Regions from separate parts of the Rattus norvegicus genome. Here region 1 is linked to region 2. A link is a contact called in public Hi-C data. All regions are on one chromosome and are shown on one strand. The core of a region is the stretch at or near the end of the contact, and the rest is flanking DNA. Distances in the headings are between cores, read along the strand shown. Region 1 overlaps Arid1b (AT-rich interaction domain 1B). Region 2 holds the start of Arid1b (AT-rich interaction domain 1B).

Region 1 (4,418 bases), core at 183-2,682, 93 kb after region 2:
GGAATGTTCTGTAGCTGATTGGTTGGGACAGGGCCCCACGACCTATTTTGATTGGTTGTGTTTCTTTGTAATATCTTTGTGCGAAGAGACGTTTCCTTGATGAGGTGGGTATGAGAACCACCGCCGTCTGTGGGCTGCGGGACATAGAAGAGTTAGGGCCTACGCTAGTGTAGTAAGGTGGTAGTCGCAGAGAGTCCCCCAAGGTGCATGACGCCACTACCTCGGTTACTTGACTAGGTTTCCAGTACCAAGCATGAGGTCACTGTGGGTTTTTACTGTGGCTGGATCATCGCTTCTCTGCTTCCTCCCCCTGTGTTTGCCCAGCTTCATTCCAACTCTTACCTCCCAACAGTAAAATTACCTGTTGGTATGTAATGTGTTCATCCTGAATGTCTGCTCTTTCTCAACGTCTGCCACAAGAGGCCCTGATGAAGGCTAGTTTAAAGGAAGGGGTGCCCTAGAGTCCCCTGACTTGGAAAGCTGCATGTGTGTGTGCATCCATGCGCTCTCTGGGCCTCTTTGACTTCGGATAGTTGTCCAGTTCCTGTGAACTGCTTCTCTCACCCTCGTGTTCCCTCTGCCGCAGGTCTAGCCTCCACATTTGCTGTGCTGCTGGCAGCTGGCTGTCCCTGGATCTTAGGGACTTGCTGTTGTGTGTTTTGAAGTTCTCCAGCACTCTGCTTATCTGTCTCCTATTTTGGGAGCCACTTTTATTACCCACGGTTCCTAGTTTCACACAGCAAGAACTGTCTAGCACAAGAAGCAAGGCGAGTATTGCTGGATTCCTTGGTAGCAGAATTGCCAGGAAGGCTGAAGGACTAGAACAGCAAGTAGGGCAGAGCAAGGGGATGGTGGAACCTGTTCAGAGCTGCACAGCTGCGTCCACTGCGCCCTAACCTTTCCTTGTCTCTTCTCGTTTCTGAGTGTAAGGGTACATCTGACAGTGGGTATTGTCATGTACACGCCCAGGAATATTCCGAGTGCTTGTGTTTCTTTGTGTCACAGGTAAGTCAGAGTGTGTGTGCCCTCTTATCTGGGTCTCCTGGCAGTAGTGTGTGGAATCATTGTCTTGGTGTCCCTTCTCTAAAGAGCAGAGAAGGGTAGAGAGTTAGCCAAATACCAAAGCAGGTTCATGGCTTGTACTACCAAAAGCATGAGCAGGCAGGTAGGCAGGTGTGCTTGAGGTCATTCTCTGGTGAGCTAAATCCTAGTGTCATGTGGTTATTTGCATAGTTGACCACTTAGAGTCTGTTATCTTGGCAGCTGTTACTCAGTGAGGTGGATAACACGTCATTCTATCCTGGGGAGGTATGGAGGCTGCTGATCAAGGAGGTGACATATTCTAACAAAGGCAGGTAGGGCTGGGGCTCACTTCAGCCCCTGATGTCAGCTGAGCCCTAGGAGGCTTTCGTAGCTGTGCTGGCCTTTGCCCTTTACCTGTCACTGTGTCCATAGTGCTGGCCTGTGCCCTGTGCCTGTCACTGTGTCCACACTGCTGGCCTGTGTACCTGTGCCCTCCACCATGTCCCACTGGGTGGGGTGTGGAATACCAAAGTTGGGAAGGTGCCACAACAAACCCACTACGTAGAATTGCTTCTGAAAGGACTTTGATGCACAGTGTGAGTGAGAGAAGGTTAATTTGATATTTTGTATTCTTGTTCTGACTACTTGTGTTGTTTAATGTTGTAACATGTCTCTGGTTGACGGCAGCCATATGTCATTCAAATGGAACCTGTACTTTGGCATTGGCCTGACACTCACTCAGCCGTGGAACACCGCAATGAAAATTATAGAAACTGTATTTGTTCATTAGACCAGTGGAATTGATAAGCACTTTTGCGTCTCTGCCCCGCAACTCTTGGTTTTGGCAAATGAAAGTACAGTAGATTAAGCCCTTGCACGTCCCCACTGTGCATTGTATATTTGTTTCACACTTGCAGATTACTGTAAAAGCCAGAAAGATGAGCACTTTAAACGATTATAGCAATGGAAAATGTGTTTTGGGAATGAACTGTCTCAAAACAAGTATTATAAGAGATGTTCTAGTGGATTCTTTTTCATATCACATTAAACACTCTGCAGACTTAACCATTTTATTTTTGAGAGCATTGCATGGTTTTCTGTTTCGGGAGAAGAGGGTTCATGCCCTATTGTTTTTGTAAGTATGACGCCAGCTCTCACTGCGAGTTGAGCTATATCTCTATGCTCCCTGCATGTGAATATATTGCAGAGGGTTTGTGTGTGCATGTTCCGTGTGTGTGCATGTTCTGTGTGTGTGCACACCTGTGTGTGCATATGCACACGTTCTGTGTTCCTGTGCTCCACACTTGCTCCTTCACAGGAAAACGAAGTCAGTTCTTTCATGTCTGAGAGAGAAGCAAAACAAAAATTCAACAGCCCAAATCTCAAGCCCTCTCTGCAGCAGCAGATGGCAAACTGTAATCAGAGGAGGCTCTGCCAGCCTCAGTTTCAGAAGTCTGCTCCTGTGGGGACTGCTGTCCTCTGGGAGCCCCGAGGCCCCCAAGGGTGTGTGTGAGCTGTCAGATGGGGTCAGGTGGGAAGAGAGCAGGCTGACGCCACCCAGAGGAAAAAGAGAGGAAGAAAGGAGGAAAGTGAGAGTGAAGAAAGACATGCTTTCTAAGTGTGTGTGTGTGTGTGTGTGTGTGTGTGGGTGGGTGTGTGTGGGTGGGTGTGTGTGGGTGGGTGTGGGTGTGGGTGTGGGAGAGAGAATGGAAGGAGGCATTGTGAGAAGAAAGTGTAAGAAAGAAGGTAGAAAATGAGATGTAGGAATGGAAAGAGAAAGAAAACTCTGGAGTGTTGTGTGAGAGTGTCCCCCTCAGCTTCCTACAAGGTCGGTGCGGGGTCCTGTACTGCTTCAGTGCTGAGCTCAGAACCTGGCTTTGCCCGTGCCTGTCAAGCTTTGCCGCTGAGTCCCAGAGCTGCATCCCAGCCTAATGCTGCAGCAGTTCAGGGCTAAACATCATGATCTGTGTGCAGTAAGAAATGTGGGCAATTATTTAACACTTGCTATAAGTTTTGCATAAGGAGATATCGGTGGCCTTTTGTTTCAGAAGTTTTATACTTTTAGTAATCATATGCTAATGTAGAGTAAAGGAAATGATTAAACTGAAGACCATTTTCTTGTATTTTTAATGCAGGGTAGGTAACAGGAGGATTAGGAGAGGGTTCTGAAGGAAGCGCAGGGCTGGCTTGATGCAGATTGGAAGAGGATTTCTCTCGGATTCCCCAGCAGCTTGTCAGGTGGTTTGTACACATGCATCCGTGCAGACAGACAATAATGGGCTACTCTTGGGGGCTCCATCTGGAAGAGCAAAACAAGCCATAGCCCTTTCTTTCTACTGATATTAAGCAGTATGCCACATACCCCTCCCCTCAGGCTTTGACTATGACATGCAGGCTGGCCTAGAACTGTGCAGTCCTCCTGCTTCCAACATCCTGAGTACTAGTGTGTATAGATTTTTTTCAATTGAAAATTTTTTTTTTATTTTCAGGGGTGGGAAGATGTCTATGTGAGTGTCTGTTGAAGAATGGGGACCTGATTTTAGAACTCTTCCACGCATATAAAAAGCAATAGGCAAGAACCAAACTGGATGTGGCCACATGTACCTATAACCTCCAGCTCAGAAAAGCGTTGATCTTCTGTGCTTCGCAGGGTGTATGTGGAGCATCATGACACCCGGTGTTGCATGAGCCACATGTGGGTGTGGGACACAGAGGCAGCAATCTCAGAAGTTCAAGGCTATCCTTTGGCTGTACACTGAGTTTGAGGCCAGCTTGGCAGTGGACAGTCCCCCCTGCTCCTCCCCCTACCCTTTAGCATGGGAGCTTGTAGTTTCCTGATTTCCTTCTTAATCTCTAAACTCCCAGAGCCAGGGCTCCTGCCCACTCTACACCTTACTCTCCCACTCTCAGCCCCAGACTGAGCCCCCAGCCATCTCCTGCAGCCTCACTCTGGCTCAGAGCCTGCTCTCAGCCTTCGGGCTGTTTCATTCCTTCCCAGGCTAGAGGCCTCCAGGCTTGGGGCCAGCCTGGGTCTTCTCATGATGACCCCTGTGCTTCTGTTTCTTCCCACGCATGCATTCTCTCTCCATGCTTAATGTGTCAGCCGAGTGCAGGTTACTGAGCATGCATCCCTTTAGTCTTGTGACATCCTTAGATGGTGTACTTTTAAAAGACCACATTTTAAACTGCCGTTGTTGGATTTTTCACTTTTGAGATGGTATACTCCTCTTCCTCCTTCTCCTCCTCCCCGCCTCTCCGTCTTCCTCCTTTCCCTCTCCTCCTCTTTCTTCTGACTTTAATGGTGTCTTTAGCAGTGTACTATCTGCTTTTTAACAGGAGAGAATGGGTGACTAAAAAGGATACACACTAGACTCCTTACTTACTCTCTGAGTAAG
Region 2 (4,412 bases), core at 1,496-3,995:
GCTAGGCTGAAACTGTGCTGGGCCGAATCCTGAGCTCGTTCCATTATTGGATAAGAGACCCCCTACAACTGCTGTGTTCTTTATCAAGCACTGGGGGTTTACTGGAAACTTTAAGACACTTCCGTTATGTTTTCCCAAGGAGGTGCGCTGGGAAAGTTGAATATACAGGAGTCCATACTTTATCTTCAGCAAAGACCTGCTTTAAAAGACAGTGTTCTCTGTGCAAAGACAAAACCGAGTCCTGCAGGCTTTGTGCTCCTCCTGTACTCCTGCAGGCTGCTGTGCCTTCTGTCTGCTTTTAGGGTGTGGCATCTGCCACTGGGGAGGAAAAAGTGGCATGTGTGGCCCTTTATAGCAGGTTGATTTCCTTGTGCTGGGTGCTCTGTTTTACTGCCTCTCTGCTTCACTCTCTCAGTTGACTTAGAGTTAAATGAGATTTCACTCACATAGTTCTCTCTCTCTCTCTCTCTCTCTCTCTCTCTCCCTTTCTACTTTCATGGTTTTGGCATGAAAAAGAAAATATTTCTAAGAAATAGGCCAGAACTGAACTTGGTGACTCATTTTCTCTTTTAGGCACGGTTGTGAAAATAAGTCACAACATATGGCTTGTCTGAATTGACTTTGATATATTCTACTTGTTTGAAAAAAATGCACTTTTATGATTATATGTTTATATTTAGTTTGGCTGAAAATGTCTAAAAGCATAAATATGTAATTGATTTTAGATTATGTCGATAGACATATACACAAAACAGGCATATATTTCTATTTGTGTACGAAAAAACTTTGAAAATCCAAAGTGTGGTGTAACCCTATAATTAGTACACATTCAAATATAGAAGAGAAGATCTAGGGGGAAAATGTCAAAAAGGCACGGTAAGAAGAAGTAGTGTTCTCCTGGCAAAAAAAATGAAGAATGACTTGGCATAGACTTGCCTTATGGCTGTAACTCTGACACATATGGATGAAAACCCTGCTTTCCAGCTGTTTCTATAGGGTCATGGACAGTTTCTATACTTTACAGTGACCCTTGGGTATATACCCGATTCTCTCCCCCACCCCACCCCCATTTAGTCATTACTAACATCTAGAATTTTCTACTTAGCCATGTAAAATATTTACACTTGGCCCAGCAAACAACCACAGCAATTGACATAAACTAAAATAGTTTTTTATGAGCGACTAAAGAATGATTTTGGAAAAGTACAGTGCACCTGAATCTAGCATATTCCTTCAGCCTGGCCTCTGGAACCTTTGGTTTCAAATGCTTTCTCTCAACACAAATCGGGCCACCCTAGCACAACGGAGCCGTTGCTTAGGTTAAGAAGTTTGGCAGTCAAGAGGTTGGTTACTCCATGATAATATCGTGTAAAACACTATCCTGCTAAAACTATGGGCACCTTTTTTAAAATGGGCAACTACTGCATATTTCTGCTTTGGGATTAGGCTGTTTGCATTATTATTGATTTTATGTTTATTAAATACATCTATTTGGTTTTGTTTCCCATTACTTAGAAATGAACTCATATCAAGAGGGTTAATTGCACACATTAACCTCTGAAATATGATGAAAGGCGTCGTGTAGATTTATGAAGACCCAAGATAAACCTTAGCCGTCGCTGTTTTTGCACTAATAGTTAAACGTCTCCTGAATGCTGTCTGGAGCTAACACTGGAGAGGACACCCAAACGCATTATAAGAAAAATACTCCGTGGGGAATGCTAGGAGTTTTCATACCTACTTACGGTGCCTTTAAAAAGAGTTATATAAACATCACCTTGGGGATTAGGGTGGTGAATCATAAGCAATTATTGAGCGCCTGCTGTGTACATGGCACAGCAGTCTTTGCGGCTTAACCTTCACTTAAGTCTTTCCTAATTTCTCAGTTGGATGAAGTTGTGGGAATTACGCCGATGGCCTGAAATCCAGGCGCAGAGGCCAAGGTTGTGAAAAATTACATAACTCCTGAGAGAGACTGAGTGCTTTTGCCCGGCCTGCCTAAATGTTTCCCTTCTCCATCGGCTCCTCACCACCTCTGAGGCCCAATAGACAACTTTGCTTCCCAGCCCCTTCTCTCTCTTTTGTCTGCTCGTCAGACTCGTTTTCCACCTTCGTAGCGCTCCCTTTAGACGTGAAAACAAACACAGGGCCGCGGGTTGGCAGGGAGACCGGAGGCACGAGGGGACTGAACAGCTTCAGGCCCCGAGCGCCGGCAGCCGGTCCCCCCCTTCCGCTCCCCCAGGCCGGGTCCCCCGCGCCAGGCCGGGCGAGGCAGTGCGGAGCGAGCGGGGCGAGCTGGCGGGCGAGCGTGCGCTCGGCGGCGGCGCCGGGGGCCGAGTCCAGTCCGCGTTTTGCAAGTGCGCAGCAGCCCTCGGAGAGAAGCGGATAATAGTTGCTCCGGCTCGCTCGGCTCCCTCACGCCGCGCTGGGCCCGATTAGGCTCAGGCAAGTCGTGCATTTCCCCCCCATATCCGGGCTAGAGAGGGGAAAAAAAGAGCGAGCGAGAGAGAGAGAGTGTGTGAGAGAGGGAGAGAGAAAAGTTTCATTGCAAGCGGAACTAAAAAACTTTCCGCCGGTCCAGGCGGTAGCGGGCGCGAGCCCCCGAGCGCAAAGGCGCGCCCCCGGCGGGCGGCCCGGGGCTGCGGGGGGGGAGGGCGCCGCGCTTCCCCGCGGGCCGCGTGGATGCGCGCAGGAGGGGCGGCCGGCTGCGAGTGGGGACATTGTCTCCCCCCACCCCACCCGGCCGCGCCACGCCGCGGCGATCATGGCCGCGCGGTCAGCAGCGGCGGCGCGGGCACGGGCGGGCAGCTGCGAGAGGCGGGCGCCCTCGGGGCCGCGGCCGGCGCCCGGGGCCCGGGACCTGGAGACGGGCGCGCGCGGCGCGGTGGCGGCGGCGGCTCCGGGCCCCATACTGGGGGGCGGCGACGGCGGCCTGAATAATGTGCACCACCACCCCCTGCACCCCCGTCACGACCTGAACATGGCCCATAGCGCGAGCGCCGCGGCGGCCGCCAGCTCCAACAGCGCGCAGAGCGGCGGCTCCGAGGCGGCTCTCAAGGAGGGTGGAAGCGCCGCCGCGCTGTCCTCCTCCGCCGCCGTCGCGGCCTCTTCCTCCTCGGCGGGCCCCGGCTCGGCCATGGAGACCGGGCTGCTCCCCAACCACAAACTGAAAGCCGTTGGCGAGGCCCCCGCTGCACCGCCCCATCAGCAGCACCACCACCACCATGCCCACCACCACCATCACCACCATGCCCACCACCTCCACCACCACCACCACGCACTACAGCAGCAGCTAAACCAGTTCCAGCAGCCGCCGCAGCCACAGCAGCAGCCGCCGCCGCCGCCGCCGCAGCAGCAGCAGCATCCCACTGCCAACAACAGCCTGGGCGGTGCGGGCGGCGGCGCGCCTCAGCCCGGCCCGGACATGGAGCAGCCGCAACATGGAGGCGCCAAGGACAGTGCCGCGGGCAGTCAGGCTGACCCGCAGGGCCAGCCTCTGCTGAGCAAGCCGGGCGACGAGGACGACGCGCCGCCCAAGATGGGGGAGCCGGCGGGCAGCCGCTATGAGCACCCAGGCCTGGGCGCGCAGCAACAGCCCGCGCCGGTCGCCGTGCCCGGGGGCGGCGGCGGCGGCCCGGCGGCCGTCTCGGAGTTTAATAATTACTATGGCAGCGCTGCCTCTGCTAGCGGCGGCCCCGGCGGCCGCGCTGGGCCTTGCTTTGATCAACATGGCGGACAACAAAGCCCCGGGATGGGGATGATGCACTCCGCCTCTGCCGCCGCCGGGGCCCCCAGCAGCATGGACCCCCTGCAGAACTCCCACGAAGGGTACCCCAACAGCCAGTACAACCATTATCCGGGCTACAGCCGGCCCGGCGCGGGCGGCGGCGGCGGCGGAGGAGGAGGAGGAGGAGGCAGCGGAGGAGGTGGAGGAGGAGGAGGAGCAGGAGGAGCAGGAGGAGCAGCGGCAGCGGCAGCGGCAGCAGGAGCCGGAGCTGTGGCGGCGGCGGCCGCGGCGGCGGCAGCAGCAGCAGCAGGAGGAGGCGGTGGCGGCGGCTATGGGGGCTCGTCCTCGGGGTACGGGGTGCTGAGCTCCCCGCGGCAGCAGGGCGGCGGCATGATGATGGGCCCCGGGGGCGGCGGGGCCGCGAGCCTCAGCAAGGCGGCCGCCGGTGCGGCGGCGGCGGCGGGGGGCTTCCAGCGCTTCGCCGGCCAGAACCAGCACCCGTCGGGGGCCACGCCGACCCTCAACCAGCTGCTCACCTCGCCCAGCCCCATGATGCGGAGCTACGGCGGTAGCTACCCCGACTACAGCAGCTCCAGCGCGCCGCCGCCGCCGTCGCAGCCCCAGTCCCAGGCGGCGGCGGCGGCGGGGGCGGCGGCGGGTGGCCAGCAGGCGGCCGCGGGCATGG

The links. A called contact is a pair of places that touch in the nucleus more often than the background predicts.
Region 1: a Hi-C map of liver shows a contact between it and region 2, with 2.4 times the contacts expected there. The contact joins the enhancer-like site here to the promoter of Arid1b in region 2. A contact is called at or near these places in 4 of 12 Hi-C or Micro-C datasets (the A7r5 cell line, frontal cortex, liver and 1 more).

What each region holds. Positions count from the first base shown.
Region 1 is chr1:48,065,464-48,069,881 of GRCr8, forward strand. All of the region lies in intron 2 of Arid1b (AT-rich interaction domain 1B), which reads left to right. Among named protein-coding and RNA genes, the nearest start is that of Arid1b, 94 kb to the left of the region's middle. Within about 2 kb of position 1,433, at least 6 of the 93 cell types and tissues checked have an H3K27ac peak or open chromatin away from gene starts, as enhancers often do. A contact at or near this core is called in liver, where this site is marked.
Region 2 is chr1:47,971,252-47,975,663 of GRCr8, forward strand. Arid1b (AT-rich interaction domain 1B) reads left to right here and starts at 2,746. Exons shown (of 20, transcript NM_001419802.1): 1 at 2,746-4,412. The coding sequence starts at 2,765.